Linked DNA regions of Mus musculus: region 2 is linked to region 1. The links are chromatin contacts, called in public HiChIP or PLAC-seq maps. All regions are on one chromosome and are shown on one strand. Each heading gives the region's core, a stretch centred on a gene start, on an enhancer-like site or on the middle of the called end of the contact. The rest is flanking DNA. Distances are from core to core; before and after follow the strand shown. Region 1 overlaps Prpsap2 (phosphoribosyl pyrophosphate synthetase-associated protein 2). Region 2 overlaps Ulk2 (unc-51 like kinase 2).

The links. HiChIP or PLAC-seq counts read pairs in DNA pulled down with a chosen protein or histone mark.
Region 2: an H3K27ac HiChIP or PLAC-seq map of microglia shows a contact between it and region 1, with 2.7 times the contacts expected there. The contact joins two enhancer-like sites. A contact is called at or near these places in 1 of 15 datasets of contacts at CTCF or cohesin (pro-B cells), 9 of 484 Hi-C or Micro-C datasets (the HL-1 cell line, embryonic stem cells, reprogramming fibroblasts and 1 more), 2 of 115 datasets of contacts at active chromatin or transcription factors (embryonic stem cells and microglia) and 2 of 9 other capture datasets (adipose tissue and pancreatic islet).

Annotation. Positions count from the first base shown.
Region 1 is chr11:61,739,912-61,746,708 of GRCm38.p6, forward strand. Prpsap2 (phosphoribosyl pyrophosphate synthetase-associated protein 2) reads right to left here. Exons shown (of 12, transcript NM_144806.2): 7 at 5,034-5,149; 8 at 1,035-1,090. Among named protein-coding and RNA genes, the nearest start is that of Prpsap2, 19 kb to the right of the region's middle. Within about 2 kb of position 4,065, at least 11 of the 459 cell types and tissues checked have an H3K27ac peak or open chromatin away from gene starts, as enhancers often do. A contact at or near this core is called in microglia, where this site is marked.
Region 2 is chr11:61,835,012-61,841,808 of GRCm38.p6, forward strand. It overlaps Ulk2 (unc-51 like kinase 2), which reads right to left. Exons shown (of 27, transcript NM_013881.4): 4 at 6,288-6,320; 5 at 5,099-5,135. Among named protein-coding and RNA genes, the nearest start is that of Ulk2, 17 kb to the right of the region's middle. Within about 2 kb of position 4,085, at least 16 of the 459 cell types and tissues checked have an H3K27ac peak or open chromatin away from gene starts, as enhancers often do. A contact at or near this core is called in microglia, where this site is marked.

The sequences.
Region 1 (6,797 bases), core at 2,815-5,314:
TTTACTTATTTACTGCTTACTGGTCTGCTCCCCATACCCTGCTCATGCTGATATATACATATGTATGTGTGTGTGTATTTATTTATATATATTTATTGGTTTTTAGAGACAGGGTTTCTCTGTGTAGCCCTGGCTGTCCTGGAACTCACTCTGTAGACCAGGCTGGCCTCGAACTCAGAAATCTGCCTGTCTCTGCCTCCCAAGTGCTGGGATTAAAGGCGTGCACCACCACTGCCTGGCTTACCTTTACTGTCCGGCATGGTAGCACACACCCTTACTCTTAACACTCCAGAGGCAGAGGCAGGTGGGGCTCTGTGAGTTTGAGGCCAGGCAAGTCTACAAATTGAGTTCCAGAACAGCCAGGGCCACACACAAAGAAACCCCGTCTTAGAAAACAACAACAAAACCCAAAACTACTTATTTATTTAACATAGGGTGGAGGAGTATGGAGGTCAGGGAACAACTAATGGGAGTTGGTTCTCTTTCTATCATATGGGTCTCAGGGATTAAACTCAGGTCAAGCTTGGCAGCAAATGCCTTTACTCTCAGAGATACCTTTCTTTAAGTAGGACTTTACTGACAGGTCTGGACTAACAGTGGATACACTAGGTCAGTCTTCCTTGGATGGGATGACTCTGGTTGGTTAAGAAACATGACTGGGGCTGGACAGCACAGCAGTTAAGAGTACACTGACTGGGGGCTGGAGAGATGGCTCAGTGGTTAAAAGCACTTCCAGAGGCCCTGAGTTTAATTCCCAGCAACCACTTGGTGGCTTACAACCAGGGATCTGATGCCCTCTTCTGGCATGCAGGTGTATATGCAGACTGAGCACTTATGCATAACATAAAGAAAAGAAGAAAGAAATATGACTGGCATTGGAGAAACTGAGATTGGAGAAAAATGAACAAACTAAAATATCTTTCTAACATTAGAGGTGACAGGATAATACTAAGTTAGTCCACGGAAGAAAAGTGAGGGGCATCAGGGGAACCATTGCAGCCCAATCTATACATTCGGGACACAGTCCCACCTACCTCTTGGCTGAGGCTGGAGACTTGGCCACGATGACTGCATTCCTATAATCTGGGATCTGTGACAAACAAAAGGCCTGGGATTACTACTTTATCTCTAAGAGACTATTTCATCAACCAACACACATGAATGTTCTAACACATTAAAAATTATCATTTGACTTAAAGTTTCAGCAAAAAAAAAGTTAAGGTCTGGAGAGACGGCTCAGCAGTTAAGAGCACTGACTGCTCTTCCAGAGGTCCTGCGATCAATTCCCAGCAACCACATGGTGGCTCACAACCATCTGTAATGGGATCTGATGCCCTCTTCTGGTATGTCTGAAGACAGTGACAGTGTACTTATATAAATCAATCAATCAATCAATCAATCAATCAATCTTGTAAAAAAAGTTCAAAGCAAAATCTTCCTTTGGAAAATAAAGATGAAAATGTTCTCAACATGAATATTTTTACCTATATAGAAAAACCCAGTAATGTAGAACAAGTGCTCTTCTAAAAAGTTAGCAGAGAGAATGGAGATGTGGCTCAGTCACTAAGCTGATGGCTGGAGAAGTGTGATGAGCTGAGCATGCTCACCCCTCACCCACATAAAAGCTGAGTATGGCAGCCTGTGTTTGTAACCCCAACACTGGGAGTGGCGCTGGGGGGTGGGGGTGGGGGTGGGGGTGGGGGGTGATTATAAAAGGTAGAGTCAGGCAGATCCCTAAAGCACACTGGCCAGGCAATCTAGCGAATCAATGAACTCCATGTTCAGTGAGAGACCTCAAAAAGCAAGGAACAAAAAAATTAACAGAAGCAAACCAGGTGTGATGTGTATGCCTTGTAATCCCAATTGTCTAGGAGGCTAGTGTGACTTTGTTTCAATAAATAAAGACTTTTCATGAATCCCACATCAAATGTAATTTCACAATAGAAAGATATCCATTGAGTCTGAATCCAAGTTAATGTCATATTCTAAAATTCTGTGGTTCAAACATGTGACAAATACACTGCAGTTACTCCATGCTGAGGAAAGCCATTTGTGAAAGGAAAGTTAGCTTACTGCTCTTAATAAAAGGGCTTAAGAGCCCTTTAAACAAACAAAGTGACAGCTGTGTTTTTCCTACATGTATGTCTATGTACCAGCTTATGCCTGGTACTGCAGAGGTCAGAAGGCACCAGGTCCCCAGAACTGGAGTTACAGACTGTTGTGAGCCACCCTGTGGATGCTGGGAAGACGATGCAGTGCTCTTACCTGTGAACTCTCTCTAGTCCCAACACTGAATCTTAACACAGTGGTTGTAAGCATCCAAAGGCCCGCTGGGTAACAAGTGCTCAGTAAAGGAACAAAATGATCACCATCCCTTCTCTCTCTAAGTAGAAGGGGAGGGAGTAATGTCAGGTGGGATTTGTAATGGGAAGACTGGGAAGAGAGCAGGGCGGGCTGATTGGGATGTAAGGTGAATTTTAAAAAATTACACACAGCTGGGCGTGGTGGCACACACCATTAATCCCAGCACTTGGGAGGCAGAAGCAGGTGAATTCCTGAGTTCAAGGCCAGCCTGGTCTACAGAGTGAGTTCCAGGACAGCCAGGGCTATACAGAGAAACCCTGTCTCGGAAAACCAAACAAACAAATAAAAATTACACACACAGATATGCTGATTGGACTTTCAGGTAGAGAAAAGACACACCTGCCCAGTGTTCTCAGGCAAAAGAGAGAGAAGAGAGAGAAGAGAGAGAGGAGAGAGAGAAAACACGAAATCATTTAGGCACCTTGTTTTAGCCAGAAGTTTTTCTGAACTATTTCATGCACTTCTTTCTTTGCCTCATCAAATAACATCACACCCTGCCAAGAGACAGCATAGCAGCCAACAAAGCCCTTAATAAAACCAAAGGACTCTAGTAAAAACAGGCTCATTGTGTCTTCAGAGGATAAAACAGGAAATCTTATAAACAGATCAAGGTTTGATGTGAAAGAACCACATAACTAGGAGGAAGCTATCAGTCCAAACAAGCAGCTCAGTCGCTGGTCAACAGGAGAAATGAGCTCCTGAGAAGTCTGGGAGGAGAGAGCCAATTTGCCCAGGACACCATTATGCAAGGAGCCAAGTGCTTAGACCAAGACAAGAGCCAAGTGCAGTAACTCCAAACTGGCCTGCACAGTAAGTGCCAATCTCACAAAAATAAGAAGTTACAGCCAGGTACAATGTGAACACTCAGGAGGTTGAGGCAGGAGGATTACTTGATTCCCAGAGTTCAGCCTGGGTAACAAACAGAAGGTCATCTCAAAATAAATCAGTAAATAAAAATTGAATGAATATCTATCAATCTATCTATCTTCTATAGTTTTGTTTTCTTGTTTGTTTGTTTGTTTTGCAACAAGGTTTCTCTGTGTAGCCTTGGCTGTCCTAGAACTTGCTCTGTATACCAGGCTGTCCTCAAAATCACAGATGTCAACCTGCTTCTGTCTCCCAAGTGCTGGGATAAAAGATATGCATCATCACAGCCCAGCATATTATTTTTAATTACTGGTTTTAATGTGTCTTATAAAACATGCAGATATTCTATACACCTTTTTTTTCTTTTCTTCCTCCCCCCCCCCACCCCCTTTTGTTTTTTCCAAGTCAGGGTTTCTCTGTGTAGCCCTGGCTGTCCTAGAACTCACTCTGTAGACCAGGCTGGCCTCGAACTCAAAAACCCACCTGCCTCTGCTTCCCAAGTGCTAGAATTAAAGGTGTGCGCCATCACTGCTCAGCTTCTATACATCTTTCTTTTCAAATATACTTCTAAATCACTTCACTATGGATGGTTGTCCTGGCTATCTTGACTGTAAACCTAAGTGGATTTAGACTAAGTGGATTTAGAACCATCAGACCTTTGTGTCTTATCTCCAAGAGTGTTTTCAGAAAGGTTTGCCTAAGGAGGGAAGAGGAGAAGACGGCTGGGCAGCAGCACTCACATCTGGGCTTCCTGACTGGGTGCTGTGTAAGCAGCTGCCTCATGCTGCAGTCAAGCCTGCCTTCCCCACTCTGACAGCGCTCTGACCCTGCTGGTCAGCAGAGACCCTTCCTGTCAGCTGCTTTTGTCAGACCCTTCTGTACTAGTGCTCAACAAGAAAAGCAGCTAATGTCATGCCTGCCAAACCCTGCCAAAGAAAGATGACAGCCAACCAGACAGAACCACCGCAGACAAAGAACCAAAGACCAGGCCTATGAGGAAGGCCTGGACTGTCAACCAGGAAACACGCTTTAGAAATGTAGAAAGTGCTGCCCTTAAATACACCACCAAGAAATGACGCTCTCTGGAAAAGTTACTACAGAGAAACACTCCATGTGCTAACAACAGCTCCTAAAAGCAAAACACCAAAGTGTGGCACAAACCAAACATGCAAAAGACTTCTAAATCAGCAGACCACAAATACTCATAAAACTAACAAATTCTGGAAACTTTTGAGTAAGATCATGGAATAGAATCTGCCTCTGCATGGTCCAACAAAGGGTCAGCTTAAGTAAAAACAGATCTTATTTTACAGAGACAGTCTTCCTTCAGAAATTAACAAAAGAGGGCTGATGAAATGAGACACCAGGGGGAAAGGCCAGCAAAATGGATGAAAAAGTCAGCGATGAGGAACTCATATAAGGCAATAAATATAAGGAGAGAGGTGAAGAGGCAAGGGCTCAGCAACTAGCATCCTTCCAGGGACATGGATGCAATTCCCAGCACCACCTGGAGGGGCTCACAACTCCATTTCTAGGGGAACTGATGTACACGTCTGGCCTCTAAGGGCACCAGGCACACACATGGTGCACATACCTACATGCAAACAAAACAACTACACACATAAGCAAAATTTGGGGAAAAAAGAGCTGAGTGAAAAAAAACCTACAGATACGAAATTTTAGAGACTTGTACTTATGAAGTATAACAGAATACATAAAGTTTTGGCCTTTTAGGAAAAACTAAAAGAAACAGAAACTATATCATCCCAGAATATTAACATAAAAAGTTAGAGCTAGCTTACCTCTTCTTGAATATATTGTAACAGGAATGGGGAGGCTCTTAAATTATCCACTGGAATATTGAAGAAGCCCTGGATTTCCTTCTGGTGTAAATCCATAGTGATGAGATGAGTCAGACCTTCAAACATAAGCAAGTTAAACATGTCACGGTACCACAGGACTCTAAGACACCTAGATAACAATGACCAAGCACATACTGTCCTATCATGAAAACCTGGCACCTCTGCTTATAATTTTGGTAATATTAGACGTATGATTTTCACTTCCATTTGAAGATCAGAAGTAGGGGCAGAAAGATAGCTCAGCAAATAACTTGCAGAGGATTAAGTCTGGTTACATGTTAGGAGGCTTACAACCACCTGTAATTCCAGTTCCAAAGGCCAAGACCCTCTTTTGTCCTCTAGAAACCAACATACATGTGCACATACCCATGCACACACACATACACATAAATAAAAATAAGACCTTTGGCCAGGTAGTGGTGGCACACGCCTTTAATCCCAGTACTCAGGAAGACAGAGGCAGGTGAATCTCTGAGTTAGAGGCCAGCCTGATCTACAGAGTGAATTCCAGGAGAGCCAGGGCTACACAGAGAAACCCTGTCTTGAAAAAAACAAACAAACGAATAAGCAAATCAACAACAAGCCCTTAAAGTACAGAAACAGCAGAAAATCTTAACAAAGAAATATTTCTACAAGTGTTTTTACAGCTGATTGTCTCTCCTACAATTTTCCTTAGCAGGGATGACAAAACCCAACATAAGATACCAAGACCTCTTCACCCACACTGTGACATCTGAAATGATTAACAGAAAAAGGTACGAGAACATTTTAGAAGTAGTGTTGTCCAAAAGAGTAAGGAGCTGAACCTGTGTGGTCCATCCAAGCCTATAAGAGAAAGGAGAAAGCGTCCAGAAGACTCAGTGAGCTAGCCTGTTTCCTCTGTCAAAGCTTGTTAGTGTTTCAAAGGGGTTCAGTGGTTAATAAGTCAACTAGATAGGATTTACAGTCACCTAGAGGTGAGTCTGGGAGACACATGTGAGTGATCAGTGTCTGGCATGACTATGAGGGTTATTTTGATTACACTGAAGCAAGAAGATTCATTGGGCCGGGCGTGGTGGTGCACGCCTTTAACCCCAGCACTCGGGAGGCGGAGGCAGAGGCAGGCGGACTTCTGAGTTCGAGGCCAGCCTGGTCTACAAAGTGAGTTCCAGGACGTCAGAGCTATACAGAGAAATCCTTGTCTCGAAAAACCAAAAAAAAAAAAAAAAAAAAAAGATGATTCATTGGGTGACATCACACCTGGGCTGATGTCTGTGTGAATAAGGAGGAAACTAGCTGAGCCCAGTATCTGTCCTTCCTCCCTTCCTGACTGAAAGTGCAGTATGGAAGGCCCAGCTACCTTACCTTCTACGTGATGGATTGTACCTCAAACTGGGAGTCAGAATAAACGTTCTCTCCCTCCAGGTGTGTTTGTCAGGTGTTCTGTCACATCAATAACATAAATAACTACTATGGTTCCCCAGGACTGAAGTTGCTAGGGTTTATATTTTTTAAAGCCGTGTTTTGTTTCTGCCTTCTTTTTAAAGCTACTTTGGAAATGTATTTTCTATAGTGAGTATCTGTAAGAAGTGGTGACCTGGGGAAGTTTCAGTCCTTTGTCTGCACAAACTTCTGTGATGTATGCCTCCCTTAATCATGTACACTCACATACAAGCACACACAACACAGACATCTGTTAAAGTATGTACAAACACATATAAAATT
Region 2 (6,797 bases), core at 2,835-5,334, 95 kb after region 1:
TCCATTAAGATAATTGAGCTGTTAAAGAGGGTACAAAATAAAAACCTGGGATTCACATGTATTTCTTTTGTAAATTTAACAAGCAAAATCTAAAATGACAATAAATTTCTAAAAAAAAACCCAAACTGATCTGTTAAAGAAAACTGATTTGTGCTTTTATTGTTGGTATCTTTTCCTTTTTTCTTTCATATTTTTACTAGTCAAGGTTCCTACAGTACAGCTCTGAACAACAAAAGAGGTGCTCAACAAATGGAAATGCCCTTTACAGACCAAAAAATAAGTTTTGTTTGACATTGGTCATACCTAGGAAAAAATGTTCAAGTTTCATACCAAGCAGCTCATGAACACACGACAGACAAGTGAAATCCTTGTGTGGAACCTATAGCCATCTACTCTAGGGGTTTCTACGTAGTAGTGTCACTTTCCCCTTAACTCTCATGGCCACAGTACCCCTGCCCCACATAGACTCTCTCAGAAGGGAAGACGTCTTTAAGAAGTCGTGCTTCGGGCTGGTGAGATGGCTCAGTGGGTAAGAGCACCCGACTGCTCTTCTGAAGGTCCAGAGTTCAAATCCCAGCAACCACATGGTGGCTCACAACCATCTGTAAACGAGATCTGACTCCCTCTTCTGAAGTGTCTGAAGACAGCTACAATGTACTTTCATATAATAAATAAATAAATTAAAAAAAAAAAAAAAAAAAAAAAGAAGTCGTGCTTCCACTCTTGTAATCATTATCCAGTGACTATCACAGAACATGGAGAGGCTACAGGCTAATAGCATGGTGTGGCAGTAGGGTGAGTAAAATCCCAGCCTCTGCCCCATGTGTGACTTTGGAAGAAGACTCTTCTGTAGAAATCCGAGGAGACTGACTTTATAAAGTAGCTGTGATAACACAAAACAATATGCCTCACAGTGGAAATGTCAAAAGACCTACCATACAATGTATAAACAAATTTACTTAGGTATGTAAATGTAAATTTTCTATAGTAATAAATCTGTCACAATTCAATCTATTGACTCTGAATAAAAGATTTAAATCCTTCATGATGGGTTGGAGACATGGCTTGCAGTTAAGAGTGCTTCCAGTACCAAGTTTAGTTCCCAGCACCCATATCATGTGACTAAAAGCTACCTCTACAGTCCCAAGGAGTTTGGTGCTCTCTTCTGGCCCCCATTAGCAGCTGCATATGCCATACATTCACATAAACATATTAAACCTTTAAATCCTTTATGAGCATATTTCTGTCCATGTAATTCTTAAAATGCATTCTAGAACTTTTTCATGTATAACAAGAAAGGTAAAATAACATTAACATTTGAAACAAGTTAAATACAATTTTTTTTGTTTGTTTGTTTTTTGTTTTTTTGAGGCAGGGTTTCTCTGTATAGCCCTGGCTGTCCTAGAACTCACTTTGTAGACCAGACTGGCCTTGAACTCAGAAATCTGCCTGCCTCTGCCTCCCGAGTGCTGGGATTCAAGGCGTGCGCCACCACGCTCAGCTTACAATTGTTTTAAAATCATTTTTAAAAAAGATTTAATTTATTTTATGTATGTGAGTATACAGTTGATGCCTTCAGACACACCAGAAGAGGGCATCAGATCCCATTACAGATGGTTGTGAGCCACCATGTGGTTGCTGGGAATTAAACTCAGGACCTTCAGAAGAACAGTCAGTGCTCTTAACCGCTGAGCCATCTCTCCAGTCCTTAAAATCATTTTCATATCATGTCAAATGACATTTCATGGCTTGAAACCACTTTAATAACTTGCTGGCATGATATTCTTAAGGACAAGACATGATGCCACACCTTTAATCCTAGCACTCAGGAGGAAAAAGCACATGGATCTCTGAGTGAGTTCCAGGACAGCCAGGGCTACACAGAGAAACCCTGCCTCAAACAAACAAAGACAAAGCAGAGAAACAAAAACAAAACAAGACAATTATGTCCTTAAGATTGAATAAAGTCAACCCCATGGCTTGAAGAGTACGAAATGTTTTTCCTATGAGGGTTGTTCTTATTCTCTCCTCTGGGGTTTTTTCTGATAAACACTTTTTTTTTTTTTTTTTTTTTTTGAGGCAGGTTTTCTCTACACAGCCCTGGATGACCTGGTATTCATTATGTAAGACCACTCTATCCCAGTCCACTTGCCTTTGTCTCCCAGTGCTGGAATAACCATAACAGACTGTAAAAAAAAAAAATTTCCAAGTACTCTAAAGTGAAATCTCCTATATCATGAACACTAAAGAATTTCAAGTAGAACCTAGTATGGTCTCACATGCCTTTGATTCCAAAACTCAGGAGGCAGCAGAGGTAGAGACAGGTAGATCTCTGTGACTTCAAGGCCATCCTAGTATAGATATACAATGATACTATGTCTCAAAACCAACGTGAATTTGAAATCTTTAGCCAGTTGCAGATACCTACAATCTTAGCAATTGGGAAACAGAAGCAGGAGGTTCAGGAGTTCAAGCCCAGTCTCATTTAATAGTAGGTTCAGAGATAGCCTACAATACATGAAACAAAACAAACAAAAACTGATCCCAGCACTCCGGAAGCAGAGGTGGGTGGATCTCTGTATTTCAAGGCTAGCCTGGTCTACATAGTGAGTTCCAGGTCAGCCAAGACAAAAACAAAACAACAGAAATCTGGTGATGTCTGGAAAGATGGCTCCATAGTAAGGGTACTCAGGTTTGATTCCTAGGTCTTACTTGGTGGATCACAACAACCTCTAACTGGTGTCCCAGGGGATGCAACACCCTATTCTAGCCTCTGGAGGCACTTCATGCACATGAACAAACATATGCAGGCAAAATAACCCAGTCATACAAAATAATGATGATAAAAATAAATATTATTATTATCCAGATTAAATAAATAAATCTGGAATGCATTCTTTCAGTTCTACTTTCTTTTTTTTTTAAAGATTTTATTTATTATATATGTAAGTACACTGTAGTTGTCTTCAGACACTCCAGAAGAGGGCGTCAGATCTCATTACAGATGGTTGTGAGCCACCATGTGGTTGCTGGGAATTGAACTCAGGACCTTCAGAAGAGCAGTTAGTGCTCTTAACCTCTGAGCCATCTCTCCAGCCCCGTCAGATCTACTTTCTTATAAGCACTAAGATGTATGTTACTATACGTTAGTGGGTAAGTCAAATCAGTGTCTAGAGCAGTGGTTCTGTTCTCTACCTTTCCAATGTTGTGAAATGTTCCTCACTTTAATACAGTTCCCCATGTTGTGGTGATCCCCCCCAACCATAAAATTATTTAGTTGCTACTTCATAGCTGTAATTTTGCTACTGTTATGAATAGTAATGTAAATATCTGATATGTGACACTGTATTGGCTGGTTTTTTACATCAACTTGACAGAAGCTAAAGCCATCAGAAAGGAAAAAGCCTCAGGTGAGGAAATGCCTCCATGAGATCCAGCTATAAGGCATTTTCTCAATTAGTGATCAATGGGGAAGGACCCAGCCCACTGTAGGTAGTGCTGCTGTGCCAGGGAAATGTTAGTGATTCCCCAAAAAACACACACAAGAGACAATCTGATGCAACTCACAGCACGGTCTTTATTCTATTCGAGCTAGCTCGCTCCCCGTCCCCCAGTGCACCTCCATCACACAGGCACCTCCATCACACAGGACGTTTTGGTGGAGAGAGGATCCCTGAATGTCAATCGGGCAAGGCTTTATAGAAAGCAGCAAGCAGGGAACACATGTGCAAGCATCTAATTGGAAAGTACTGTGGCCTTTAACATAATTGGCTGGTGCTACGAGTCATATTATAAACTTAATCTCTGTTCTCCTCTGCATTGGTGGTCATTAGGCAGGAGGGTGGGCTTGTGTAGGTTTGTTGGGGGAAAAACCTGGAGACACTAGTCTTGTTTGGCGGGGGGGGGGGGGGGGTGCAACTTGGAAACTAGTGTTAGTACAAGCCTGTTAGTTTACCTGAGTTAAAACTTAAACGATTTGGCATCTCAGTGCCATCCCTGGGCTGATGGTTCTGGGTTCTATAAAAAAGCTGGCTGAGCAAGCCAGGAAGTAGCCACCTCCATGGCCTCTGCATCACCTCCTATCCAGGTTCCTCCCCTGATTTGAGTCCCTGTCCTGACTTCCTTTGGTGATGAACGGCTATGTGGAAGTGTAAGCTGAATAAATATTTTCCTTTCCAACTTGCATTTTGATCTTAGTCTTTCACTGAAGCAACAGAAACCCTAAGACAGACCCCCAAAGGGGTCTCACCCCACAGGTTGAGACCTGCTGCTCTATAGTCTTATTTTCTGATATAACATTGTATACATGCATAATGATTTAGACCATATCACCCCTTATTCCCTTCCCACTTCCTTCTTCTTCCAACTTCCCCTTCTACTTCATGGGTTTTGGTTTGTTTGGTTTTTTTGGGGGGGTTGTTGTTTTTGTTGTTGCTGTTTGAGACTGGGTTTCTCTGTGTTGTCCTGGCCATGCTGACCTCGCTCTGTAGACATGCCTGCCTCTGCCTCAAGTGCTGGGATTAAAGGCCTGCTCCCACTGCCACCACCAACCAGCTTTGATTTTTAAAGAAATGAAAGGAACTAATGGCTCAGTGATGATAAGACAGGAAATAAATTGAAGAAAATGAATTCTTATTTAATTTCTTCCCTCCTGGGGAAGTCCCTCCTTTAAACCTCTTCCTCACTGTCAGAGAACAAGGTTGATACTTATGTGAGCTTAGAAAATTAAAACCAGCTGGTCAGCAAAATAACTACACGTTATACACAGTTTGTATTGAATGTTTCTACACAAGTTTGGGACACAGAGGCAGCATTTCAGAAATGCCTCTCAGAATTAAGCATACTCCACTTACTGAGCATTGATAAATACACATAAATTTACCTTGCGGGGTTAGTGAGATGGTTCAGTGGGTAAAAGTGTTTGCCACCAAACCTGACAACTTGACTTCCATTCTGAGACCCACATGGTGGAAAAGGACAGTGTACTCCCACAAATTTTCCTCTAACCACATGTGTGCCATGGTGTCCCTGTACACACACACACACACACACACACACACAAACCTGCACAAATAAGGAAGTGTAGCAATAGAATTACCTTGCAAATAATCTGCCAGGTCTCCACCATTGCAATACTGATAAGTAAAAAAAAAAAAAAAAAAAAAAGGTAATTAACTTCAAAAGATACTGTTATTGTGATTAAAATCAAGTATTTAATAGACTGATAAGGGGGTATACTTCTTTAAGAGGCAGAGGTAAGCAGATCTTTGTGAGTTCAAGGACAGCCTGGACTACAAACTGAGTTCCAGGACAGCTAAGATACACAGTGAGACCTGTCTCAAAGAAAGAAACAACAACAAAAACATTTTATATTTACAAACAAAGGAGTGTCTTCAAAGTGAGCTAGCAGGTAAGGGTGCCACATGTGACCAGAGCTAGATCCCCAGAATCCACTCAATGGATGGAGATGGAGAGAACCAAAGCCTCGAAGCCTTCCTCGGAGTCTGGCTGTTGGGATGCACGCCTTTAATCCCAGCACTCAGGAGTCAGAGACAGGCAGATCTCTGTGAATTCAAAGACAGCCAGGCCTACACAGAGAAACCTTGTCTCGAAAAGCCTAAACCAGGGCTGGCAAGATGGCTCAACAGGTAAGAGCATTGACTGCTCTTTTGAAGGTCCAGAGTTTAAATCCCAGCAACCACATGGTGGCTCACAACCACCCGTAATGAGATCTGATGCCCTCTTCTGGCGGGTCTGAAGACAGCTACAGTGTACTTACATATAATAAATAAATAAATTTAAAAAAAAAAAAAAAAGCCTAAACCAAAACCAAGTCAACTAAAGAAAGTCCAAGTCAGTGCCCATCCCTCCCACACACATATAATAAGTAAATAAGATGTACTGTATTCTTTTTATTTATTTTTGTGACAAGGTTTCTACTATACAGCCCTAGCTGTCCTAGAACTCCTGCTATATAGACCAGGCTAGCCTCAAACTCACAGAGATCTACTTATCTCTGCCTCTGGTGGGATTATAAGCATGCGCCATCATGCCCAGCCAATAAAATGTAATTTAACTTTAAAAAAGAAAAAGTAATTAAAATGAGAGCATTAACTCAAAATGAATTTAATCAATTGTTAAAATTGTTTATAAAATATAATCTAATTTTAAAGTATTTTAATTGTCTAGTTAAAACACTTACATTTTTTTTCTTTATGAAGAAGTAGAATCTAAATCATTCAATCAACTTTATTAATACTTATTCTCAATACTGGTAGAATACCTACCTCCATCACCAGAAAGACAGAGTTGGGCAATTCCTAGAAAATAAGCATAAATATCATAAAAAACTAAACACTAGGTTTAGTTAATTAAAAAATACACATGTTCATCATTAAATGAAAGTCACAAAATTCATCAGGAAGTAAAATTAAAATTCTCAGGCAAGAGAAGTCTTATCTTTTTTACTTCATACACTTTCAGGATAGAACCTGGGCTGGGGACACCCAATGCAAGCCCCTCTATGCTATACCTCTGGCTCTGAACTTCTCAACTGTGTCTTATGTATTGGACTGCATAGTCAAAATAGATTTTGATGACACTAAAGTAGTTATCAACCTATTTAGAGGCTACTGCAGGATAAATTAGCTTAGCGTTGAGGATGTTGAAAAGCAGTGGAATAAAACCCAGTGACACATGAGGAACACTGCAAGCTCGAGGCTTCATCAGCACAGCAAGTCCTGTCTCCAACCACAACAAAAAGCATGATACATTCACCATTTGTGAACAATAAGAGA